4 separate regions of the Mus musculus genome follow, and all the other regions are linked to region 1. The links are chromatin contacts, called in public Hi-C and HiChIP or PLAC-seq maps. All regions are on one chromosome and are shown on one strand. The core of a region is the stretch at or near the end of the contact, and the rest is flanking DNA. Distances in the headings are between cores, read along the strand shown. Region 1 holds the start of 0610025J13Rik (a long non-coding RNA gene). Region 2 has its middle 17 kb from the start of Gm34784. Region 3 overlaps Patj (PATJ, crumbs cell polarity complex component). Region 4 has its middle 63 kb from the start of Gm34784.

Region 1 (2,620 bases), core at 73-2,572:
TAAGCAAGTGAGTGAATCAAGTCTGCTGACTACAACTTGTTTCTCTAACCCTTAAGTTACATACATTAGAGCCCACGCAGATGCCTGAAACCTTCTCGGGTCGCAGGTCTTCCTTGAGTGCTGCTCCTGTGCACACGCTGGGGTACAGGAGTTTTCATCTGTGTGCTCATCAAACCTTCATTAGTAGAAGACTCTCCCTGAACTATGGAAAAGTCACGTGTGAACACAACCTTAAGTTTTTCCTTTCCACTCTGCAGACATACTTAGAGATGCCTGCCAATGGAGCAAGAACTGGAGAAAAACAAGCTGGCCCTTTGGGATCATTTAAGAACCAGGTGTGTTTCCTTATCATCACATAGAGTTTCCCGGGCATCTTTGGTGTGCAGGCTAGGAGATAAATAAAGATACATTCCTGGCCTGAGCAAAGAATATATTCTCTCAGGGGATAAAGGGGAGGAAGGGAGAGAAGGGGGAAGAGAAAGGAAAGGAGAGTGGAGATTGGGGGAAGGAGAGAGAGGAAAAGAGAGGGAGGTAGGGAGTGGAGAGGAGGGGTGGAGAAAGGGAGAGGGAGGAAGGGAGAGGGAGAGAGAGATCAGCACAGCACAGCACAGCACAGCAGGTATGTCAAGCAACTTTGTCCCATTTAACTTAAGGCAGGATTACTGACTACAGAGGTACCCAAGCACAGGCACAGCCATGAAAGACTGGAGAGGGTGTGTTTGAAAGACGTCTTTAAAGAGACCAAACGTTTGCTAATCAGAGAAGAGGAGGAGGAGGAATTCTAAGAGCGGGCAACAGCCCTGGGAAAAGCAGAGAGGTAGCTGGGTACTGAGGGTCAAGCCCCCAGGGAAGAGCAGAAGGTCCTGAATCCAGGCTGGGAACGAAAATGTGACTTCCGGTTCTCTTCTGGAACCTGTTAAACTCTTACCAGTGTGCAGAGGATACTCAACACCTGCCCTAGAAAGTTCTAGTTTTGAGACTCAAATACAGATAAACAAGGGATCCCTAACTGCAACCATGGTCTCATGAGCTCTGTGTTTATCTCCTGGGGTTGGGAGCACCTCTCTCTCCAGATCCATTGCAAGTGGGCACTTGACCACTCCTAGAACTCAGATCTTCTAGAGGGCCCAAAAGATGTGGCAATGGGTTCTTGTGGGCTGGTGAGTGCCGACAAGAGAAGGACTGTAGAATTTAATCTCAGTCGGCAAAGCAGTACCATTGCTCTGGTGTGACAGTGACCTCCACCAGAAAACAAAGAACGAAAGCGTGTGTGTGTGTGTGTGTGTGTGTGTGTGTGTGTGTGTGTGTGTGTGTGTGTACGTGTGCGTGTCCTTTAATTTTTAATAGCTATTCAGACAGTCCTTGGAGAGGGAATTGGCAGGTTCAGCGGGAGGCTACTCCCCCACCTGTCTCCAGGCACTGCAGACACAGCTGCTGCGGAAGGAGACAGTCAAAGCTTCCAAGGAAAGAAATGGTGCGGAGAGCTGGGGGTGGGAGGAGGGCGCCTTTCACACAAGCCCACTGGGGACTGGGCCTGTCTAGCAACTGCAAAAACAAGCCAAGAGGACACAGTCGGGCTCTATACAACTTCATGTTAAGTAAAATCCATTCAAGAGCCAGCTCAAGAGCCGCTTCAAAATCATTGGGGTTTTTTTTGTTTTGGTTTGGTTTTTGTTTTTTAATGGGAGAGCAAGGTAACCAGAGCTTTGGTGAGGCCATGGTCAGGTTTTGCTGCTTGAATCAAGAGGAGCCCTGAGGATTTACGCGCTGTCCTAAGACTTGAAACCGAGTACACAAGACACAAAACTTCCCCGTACAGTGCCTAGCAATGTCTTTATCTGTACTCCCCTAGGCTGAAAGGACACACAAGGTTGGGTTAAAGTTCAACTCCCAAAGAAAAGGAGGAAGGGGGGTTGGGGGGAGGACAGAACGAGAGAAACAGCGGAGTCTAAGAGACGGGGAGGAGGAAAGACTGGGGTGGGGACGACAGAGAGAATAGCAGCCCGGGCCAGATTTCAACTGTCCTGATGCAAATGTTAGCAATTCTACGGTGGCCGGGGGCTCGCTGCTCCCCCAAAGTAAAGCAGCAATTAGAAAAGGGGAAGAGGCCGTTTTAGAAGATGAAAACTAAAGCAAGGAGGTATTTTTGGTATCGTTTTAATCACAAAATAGCATGAATGTGGTCTGTGCCTGCGTGCTACACAAACGTCGATTTCAATACAACTGAACGCTAGTTTGAAAATTTCCATTTTTGTAATTTGCTTCCCTTTGTTAGGCCAAGATTTGAGAGAAACCTGGCAGCGTCCCCAAGCCTGGCACGGGATCGCCTCAGACGCACTCGGCTGCTCCGGAGGCGGAGCGCGAAGCATCGGACCCGGCGGGCGGAGCCAAGCCAGCGGGGCGCAGCGCAACGCCTTCCGCCAGGGCGTCTGCCGCCACCTACCGGCGACCAGGCAAGCGTCAGTGCGACCCCAAAGCAAGCTGCTGTGAGCTGGCTGGACCTGGTCCCAGCCACTAGCAACAGCATTTCCAACAAAGGCCACCCGTCTTAGCCTACCCAGCTCAGAAACTCCTGTCTAAGTGCTCTGCCCTAGGAGTTGATCTAACTGCTTTATGTAAA
Region 2 (2,620 bases), core at 47-2,546, 180 kb before region 1:
CAAAGATGTGAGCAAGAAGATTCTCGTACTGCTGGTAGAAGATATTCAATCTAGCAGAAAAAATAAAACCCTAAATATTTTCAGACAGTATTGAATAATTGCATGAACATGAGGGGTGAATTCCGGTGTTCAGAGTTGCTCAAATTTACATCCAACCTAATGTACATCAGCAAGAATACTGGTTAAATATAAGAACGTTTACCATAGGATCTTGGGGGAGAATGCTTGGGTCCAGGTCCTGATGACACAGGATGCTGGCCATGAGATTCTGAAAAGGGTGACTTCATTATCTATGCTTCCAACACCACATTTGTAATGTAGGATATAAAGTCTATAAGCCATTAAGCAGATCGTGTGCATGCAGCTTGTATGAGATAGCTTGACAGGGAGGAATGTTCAAAAGGAGACTGCTATTATTATTATTGCCATAATCCTTATTGCAGAGTACTATGGTATCATTAAAAAATGTCTCTATAGATTTATATTTATTAAGACGTAAAGACACTCTCATTACAGAAGAGAAGGACCACGGTCAGAACTCTGTATACATAGCAATTTCTGAGCAGATACAGGGAGCAAAGCTACTCCTCTCTCCTTTGAAAGGCTATAGAAGTAAAAGCACACAGAAAGCATCCAAACTCAGACGTAACTAACACTGTATTACAAGAGAACAGACATAGACTATAGGAGGAAAGGTCCAACAAGACAGAGCTGTTTCTCCTGAAACCTGAAGATTGTGTGGAGTTGTCCCGTCAGGGTTGAGTGAACACCTTGGGTAAACAACACCTAGGAATTTCTCAAGGAGGGGATATTTGGGCCAGTTAAGGGGGATCTAAATCAAGGGCAACATGTTTAGGTTCTAGATCACAAGTGGGGAGGTCATGATATCTGAGGGCAAGTTAGCTTTGAAAGCTATGGAAAGTTAAATGGAGTAGGGTTGAGTTGATGGGTTCTTATCCCAAGGTATCCGATAAAAACCCTGCTTCTGGCATCTTTGTTTACTTGCTCAACAAGATTCAGAATTGAATCTGGGAAAATGAACCTGGAAAAATCCCATTGCCTAGATTAAAGCAATGTTTACCCGGGAAGGAACAACAACAAAAAGTTCCCTTTAGTCTCCCCTTCTGCTGTTGAAGAGTTCTCATGTCTGCCTAAGACTCTGGGCCATCCAAATTCCACTGTATCCAGGGAGCCTGTGTCAATCTAATCTTTCCCCATTCCCTCAAGGCTGTAGACAGCAGTTGCTGCATTCCCCTTGGGAAGGTATTTCTCCAGACTGTGGCCAGAGGAGTGTCCTTTGCTCTCTCCCAGGAGACAAAGTTAGGGAGGGAGAAGGAAAGTCACACATGATAAATCTGCTCCAGCATTCCTATCTCACAGAGTCTTTGGATTCTTTCCCTTTCTCCATATCAAGGAATTTATGACGTCTCAACTCTGGTTAATGTTGGCACCACAGGGTCCAGGTTTCTGTCAAGCAACTGAACAAACAGTGGTTCCTGCTCCCAGCTGCTCTTAGGTAGCCACATGGTCTGTAAATGGCCATGCCTTCAACCTAGTCCTAGTCCATAAGTCTGTCCCTCTGGCCTTAGTCCAGAGCCTGTAACATCCACTCCTGCACATTTCCCCTAGAGTTATGAAGGTGCCAATTAAGAGAATATGACAAACCATTTGTTAGAGTTGCCCTTTGTTCCCAAGGGCAACTCTAGGTGTTCCATTTCCCACCACCCCTCAAAGTACAACAGACCTTCTTCATTCTGCTTGACCATTCTCTCATCCAGCAGAAAAACAAACAAAGAAACAAACAAACCATAAGCTGTTTGTCAAAACAGAAGATTTGTATAATTTAAGAGGGAACAACTAAGAGTTTAGGTAATAAAAAATATATATATGTACATAGTATGTATCACAATATTACTGGTTTTGCTTGGGTATATTTTGATTTTTAATTAATTATGGTTAATTGTAATTTTAAAACCAAAATTGTACCAGTCAAAGAGGTACACATCTGTGATTTCATCACTTGACAGGCCAAGCAAGAGGATGGCCAGTTCAAGGCCATCCTGGGCTACATATACAGCTTCCCAGGTAGCTGGGACTCTATAGTGAGAGCATGCCTCCAAAGGCTGCAACCAACCAAACAAACAAAACCAGAAGGACCATGTGAGATAGTGACGCTTTCACAAACAGAAGTATTCTACAGAGGCAGAAGGCCATGTGTTAGAGATTTAGTAACACCCCACTGTTGAGAAGTAGATTGGGGTGTTAGCAGTTTATGCTTCATCTTTATCATGTTTTTATTTATTTCACAGATATTAGAAGTATTTGAGGCCCCTGCTAATTATAAATTTTAAGAATTATGAATTTTAAGAAGTTAGTGAGTGTTTTTAATGGGTCTTTTTCAGACTAACTAGCACTGGTCATTTCCAATTTCATTGGTTTTATTGGCTTTAGTGCAACTCTTTCTGTTACAGTGGCTGAACTGTTCTATTTCTGCCCACCTTTGGCTGATGAATCTTTAATGGAGTTGGTGTTGGTTTGTTTTTCCTGAGTGAAAAGGAAAAAAACATTGCTCTTACTCATGTTTGGAGAAAGCATCAAAGAACAAGAGAGGCTCAGCAAG
Region 3 (2,620 bases), core at 49-2,548, 180 kb after region 1:
TGAACTATGACAGTTTCTTGTATGTGTTGTTCACCTGGCCGACCATATAAATTGTGTAAATGTCTGTATTATGTACTTTTTAGGCATATAGTTTGATGGTATTAAATACCATTGCACTGTTGTGTAACCACCATCTCTGTCCATCTCCAGAACCTTATCTTCCTTCATAGGAATGGTGAGCCCGCCAATTAATAAATGCCCTCCCCTTGCCCATTCTCCCTGGCACTAACTGTAACTCTGTCTTCTGTTTAAGAATTTGACTACTTCATAGAAGTGAAGCTGTGATAATTACCATTATATGTCTGGCTTACTTCATGAAGCATAAGCTCTTCAAGGTTCATTCATGTGTATGTCAGACGACCTCACTGAGGTAGAAGAATTAACCCTGTATGTATGTCTCAATGGAAAAATCTTTTCTTCTGACCCTCTCAGAGCTGATCCCGGAGAGTATCTGTTAAAGTGAGAGACAATGTTAGTGCAGAATTCAGAAAAGTTTTCTGTGGGTACAACAAATTGGTTTGTTTAGGATCCACAAATGAAACTTGGGGGACAAATGTGACAAGGAAATTTGTGACAGTGTTATTATTCCGGTGCTACAGGTGCTGCCACCTTCAGGCTGGAATGAGGATTGGCCTTCTGTTCTTCATGGACGTAGACCCATCCTCATTGACCTGTGACTGCTTATTTCCCACAAGTGGCCTCTTGGCATCCCCGTCTCTCCTGCCTTTGCAGTTTTTGAGACATGGGCTTACTATGTAGAACATGCTCTTGTCCACCGTGAAATGGACTTGCCTCAGTTCTCAGGTGCCTGTGTCATCCAGCCAGCTGCTGCTGCTGCTTTCAATTATGCAAGGGAAGTTCTAGAGAATGGCTTCTTTTTTGTACTTGCAAAATATATGATGGTTTTAGCCTGAAGCTTCGGCGAATGTTCTCTCATGTGCCACATTTTGGCTTTCTATGTAAATGCTGGGAACTGAACCAGGATCCTTTGAAACAGCCATATGTGCTTTTAGCTACGAAGCCATGACCTGGACCAGCAAGTTGTTCTTCAATGACAGGGTCCTCAGAAAGGGGACCAGAAGCTCAGAAGCAAATGGTAGAACATAGAGAAGATAAGAAAGTTTGAGACCAAGAGGTCTTGTCAAGCTATGTCTTGGACCAAATAAGCTCATTAAGAAGTACAGCACCTTATGTTCTATTTCTAGGAGAGAAGTGGGGCAGAGTAAGCAGAGTCTGTCATACAATAGGATCAAGGCAGCGGGAAGCTAATTAAACAAAGTTGCACAAGGGCAACGTGGTTTCTCAAGAGCATTATAAATCTAGCCTACAGCAGTCTTGGGACTGAACCATAGCCATAGTTCCCCCAAGGCCCTGGCCTCAGGCCATGACCTGCTCTGCCAAGCATATTCCTGGTTGTAGAGAAGGCTGTGTTTCTTCTCTATACATCAGTGCCCCAAGGTGTGTGATGAGTGGGTTTCAAGGCCCTGGACTAAGGATATTACTGGCTTTGCCAAACACTTCTCTATATACCAGGGCCTCAGGGGAGGCCTAGGTTGATCAGTCTAGCTCTTAGTAGAGCAGTGTCTCTAGTCCTCCACCCTATTATTCATGGATAATGTTGCTGTAAATATTGGTATATAAATACCTGCTCATCACCTGTTTTCAGTTCTCTTGGGTTGCCAAATTAAATCACAATCAGAGATTCTCCGAAGGCTTGTGGTGTTTATTTGGGAATAACAGAATAACTGAGAATGCACAGGTCATAGTGACCAGTAAGCATTTTCTAGGAGTCTAAGGCAAGTTTTTAAAAGAGAAGAATTTGCAGTCACAGTCCATTGAATATGAAGTCCCTGCTCTTGAAGTCCTAAAGTCATAGTTGGCCCAGATTATTAATGGAAATGCTTATTGGGGAGGTATTCTGTTAGAAGTGTCTTGTTGGAACTTTTGTAGAACTCACAAATACTAAGCACTATAAATGAAATGTGTATGTTCATGGGGCATGTTAAGAATGGGGCGTTTCCATAGGAAGATGTTGGGAAGAGCTGAGCATGGTACGTACATGGAGTGTATGAACCAGGTTCTGTAATCCCAACTGATGGGACGTAGAGGCGGGAGGGTGAGGAGTTCAGGGTCGGCTTTTGCTCCACAGTAAATCTGAGGTCAGTGCTAAGTTAGACCCTGATTTTAAACCAACAGAATTCAGAGACCTCAAGAAGGACCTTCAACATTGTCTCCGACAGCCAAGTATTTTCCTTTCCTCGTTCTCTGGTTCTGATCTTATGGTGATGTGACCAAAGGGATTGGGTTAGCTTTTCTCAGAGCATTGTACCATGCAATGTTCAGTGTCCAGCTTTGCCACACCCTTGCTAATGCTGGCTTGCCTGAGTTTTTCAAATTTGTGTTTGTGAGTAGCAAGTGTGCCCTACTGTGTGATTCGCTTTGAGATGACAACTTGCTCATATCCCAGTGCCTTAGTTACTGTCCTGTTGTATGAGTTGATAGCTGCCCAGCAGAAAATGTAAAGGAAGAGGCTCATTACTTCAAAGGGATTTCTACCTGTTTATTATAAGAGGGAAGGCAAAATGGCAGGAAATAGTTCTTGGTGGCAGAAATGTGGGAG
Region 4 (2,620 bases), core at 54-2,553, 130 kb before region 1:
ATTTTTCATGAATTACATTTTCTTTCTATTGGCTGAGATTCTACCCAGTTTCATATGACTCCCTTCACGGGAGCTATATGGAAAACCTTATGAAACCCTTGAATCCACAACAGTCCACCATTCCTTTCAGACACACTTTCTTAATTTACCTGCCAAGTATCTGTGGATATAAGCTTAATGCAGGTTATGATTATTAACTTCTTGTAGCTTCTTGGACACAGGTGTTTGTCTCTCCAGCTGAGTCGGGTACCTCGATGGAAGATGCCCCATAACTCCCCAGAGTATGCAGCATGGAGTGGTAAATATGACTTTTGCTTTTGTTCTACAAAATCCCTCTGATTTCCCTACTTGCCTAATCTTGCATTTTCAAAACTAAAGCATTTTCTGAAGTGTCCATTTCCTCCTGCCTCCATTTGACAAATCACTCTGGACTGCCTGGAGTATATCTAGGAGAAAAACACTTGCTTTGCTAGCATTTGGAGGTGCCTGATGGACACAGCCATTCTTCACACAAGCAGCCCTGGGTTGGAATTTTCTTAGCCCATTTTGCAGATGAGAAACAAGACAGCAGAAAGGCTAAGGAGTTGCCTTGGTCCATTTTGTGTTGTTCTAACAAAATGACACAGGCTAGGTTATTTGTATAGAAGAGAAGTGAATTTCTTACCATTCTGAACACAGTGCTTTCTGACACCCAACATGAGGGTGCAAGCAGCTTGCGGAAGTCACCTTGTGCCATCACAGTGAAAAGCAGGGAGAGCAAGAAAGATGGATCCAAACCCAAGCTTGTGGGAGACATCACTCCCAAGACAATGGCATTACTACATTCACGGCAAGAGGAGCCTATGACACCATTATTTTTTAATGTTTTCAACTAAATACCATTACTCTAGTTCCCAGTAGTAATACGGGATGAACACTCAAGTTTTAGCAAGAACTTATCCAAAATCACAAAAACATAAATAGGAAAGCGATGAAAGCAGCCAAACATGGGATTGCTAGCTGGATCTCTTCCCTCCTTCTGGTATACCAACTCCCTCCTTCTGAGAAAGGAGGAAAACTCCTTCAAGTTTGAGGAAAATCGGTTCTGACACATGGAATCATCTCCAGCCCTGCATGCTCTGGAAGCCACGGCTTCTCCCAGAGAGACTGTGTTCTGCGGCCTCTTCACGCTCACTGCACTTCCTCACAAAATGACTAATGAAGAACCGCAGAAGGGAAATTGAGTGACCTTGTTGCACCACCCCAAACCCCTCCCACAGTGACCCCAATTAAGACCACAAGCTGGCCTATTTACAAATATGTAACCCACAAAATGGCAAGTTATAACTCAACCACAACCGATCTGGCCCTTGTTAACCACGCTGCAACAAGAATGTGTACAAATATCATTAGGAAACACTTCTCTAGTATACCAATTGTGCTGAACTCATGCTTTTCTGCCCCTTCAGGAAAGTGGAGTCTACTAGGAACAGTGAGACACCTCCACGCCTCTCTCCCTTTAAACTGATTTGTGGACATCTTCAAAGCCTGGCATCCCGGAGGCCTTTTGACCCCCCATTAAGATTTGATTGGGTCAGTAGGATCTCTTCCCTTAATTCTTTTAAACATATCTGTCTTTAACCTTCTCCACAAGGCTTCTGGATCAATAAATAAGAAGGGTAAAATTGGAAAGAATTTCAGTGGAAACCCTTAAGGAAAGTGTGGTTTCCGGAGAAGGAAGAAAAGTTGACCTTTCATTAAACAGTATTAGACTATAGACTTACTGCGTGTTAGACTATCTTCCCCAATAGTCCTATAAAACTCCTGCTTTGAGATCACTTACTACCAATTAGCCTTCAGGTGCTCACTAAATACTTTGTCTGAATCTTCCCTTAGCAGTGGGGTTGGGATCAAGTCCCTTCAAGAATTGTTCCCTTCAGTCTGTTCTGTCGTCAGCCCTTGCCCACCTCGTGGCACACGCAGACCTTCCCTGAGCTGAAAGATCTCACATATGTTAGCTGCTTCCCCATCACCTCTCCTTCCCTGTCCTTGGATTTCTGTTTCCATTGTCTAGAGATGCTCTGATGAGCCCTGTGGATGCAGTCTTGGTTTAACTGAGCAGGATCAACAACATCAACCCCTTCTGAAACAGAAGTTCTGATCCCACTGAGAAATATAACAAAGCACTAGGGTGGAATGTAGCCAAAACGTCACTTTGATGACTAAGGAAAGTTAACCAAAGCCTTTATCTCTGGGCAAGCACACCTCTGACTGTTCCAATCAGACAGAAGCAGCACCCAGTTCTAGAGAACATGGACCCAACTGCCCTGAAACCCACATGCTTATCCTCAGTCACAGCTTTCTTCTGTTTGTACATAATTTTATTTCAAAAGTATTTGGGGTGACTGTCAAATTCAATAAATCCTGTAGTGAATATGGATCCCAGTCTAAAATTTCAAAGCAATATTATATTTCTCTTGTTTCTGTATATCACGCATCATTTCTAACTCAAATCTACTTTTACTGGGTAGGTGAAAAGTTTAGCTTCACCCATTATGGATGTCCTCACTTTCACATTAGTACAAACATCCAGAGTCTTCCATAACCCCAAAGCATGGAAGAAGTCTCACGGCTGTTTACT

The links. Hi-C and Micro-C count contacts between places; a contact is called where the count stands out from the background. HiChIP or PLAC-seq counts read pairs in DNA pulled down with a chosen protein or histone mark.
Region 2: an H3K27ac HiChIP or PLAC-seq map of heart atrium shows a contact between it and region 1, with 11 read pairs. The contact joins the enhancer-like site here to the promoter of 0610025J13Rik in region 1. A contact is called at or near these places in 5 of 39 promoter capture datasets (the 3T3-L1 cell line, 3T3-L1-derived adipocytes, liver and 2 more) and 1 of 115 datasets of contacts at active chromatin or transcription factors (heart atrium).
Region 3: a Hi-C map of 3T3-L1-derived adipocytes shows a contact between it and region 1, with 5 times the contacts expected there. The contact joins the enhancer-like site here to the promoter of 0610025J13Rik in region 1. A contact is called at or near these places in 5 of 39 promoter capture datasets (3T3-L1-derived adipocytes, the C10 cell line, embryonic stem cells and 2 more), 6 of 484 Hi-C or Micro-C datasets (3T3-L1-derived adipocytes, the HL-1 cell line, cortical neurons and 2 more) and 1 of 9 other capture datasets (adipose tissue).
Region 4: a contact with region 1 is called in a Hi-C map of the 3T3-L1 cell line, with 6 times the contacts expected there. The contact joins the enhancer-like site here to the promoter of 0610025J13Rik in region 1. A contact is called at or near these places in 7 of 39 promoter capture datasets (the 3T3-L1 cell line, embryonic stem cells, hippocampal neurons and 2 more), 3 of 484 Hi-C or Micro-C datasets (the 3T3-L1 cell line, CD8 T cells and palatal mesenchyme) and 1 of 115 datasets of contacts at active chromatin or transcription factors (heart atrium).

Annotation. Positions count from the first base shown.
Region 1 is chr4:98,320,034-98,322,653 of GRCm38.p6, forward strand. 0610025J13Rik (a long non-coding RNA gene) reads left to right here and starts at 1,323. Exons shown (of 3, transcript XR_376450.3): 1 at 1,323-1,474; 2 at 2,276-2,620.
Region 2 is chr4:98,141,760-98,144,379 of GRCm38.p6, forward strand. No RefSeq gene overlaps it. Among named protein-coding and RNA genes, the nearest start is that of Gm34784, 17 kb to the left of the region's middle. Within about 2 kb of position 1,297, at least 17 of the 459 cell types and tissues checked have an H3K27ac peak or open chromatin away from gene starts, as enhancers often do. A contact at or near this core is called in heart atrium, where this site is marked.
Region 3 is chr4:98,499,758-98,502,377 of GRCm38.p6, forward strand. All of the region lies in intron 20 of Patj (PATJ, crumbs cell polarity complex component), which reads left to right. Among named protein-coding and RNA genes, the nearest start is that of Gm40210, 78 kb to the right of the region's middle. Within about 2 kb of position 1,299, at least 8 of the 459 cell types and tissues checked have an H3K27ac peak or open chromatin away from gene starts, as enhancers often do. A contact at or near this core is called in 3T3-L1-derived adipocytes and adipose tissue, where this site is marked.
Region 4 is chr4:98,187,903-98,190,522 of GRCm38.p6, forward strand. It overlaps the pseudogene Gm12691. Among named protein-coding and RNA genes, the nearest start is that of Gm34784, 63 kb to the left of the region's middle. Within about 2 kb of position 1,304, at least 32 of the 459 cell types and tissues checked have an H3K27ac peak or open chromatin away from gene starts, as enhancers often do.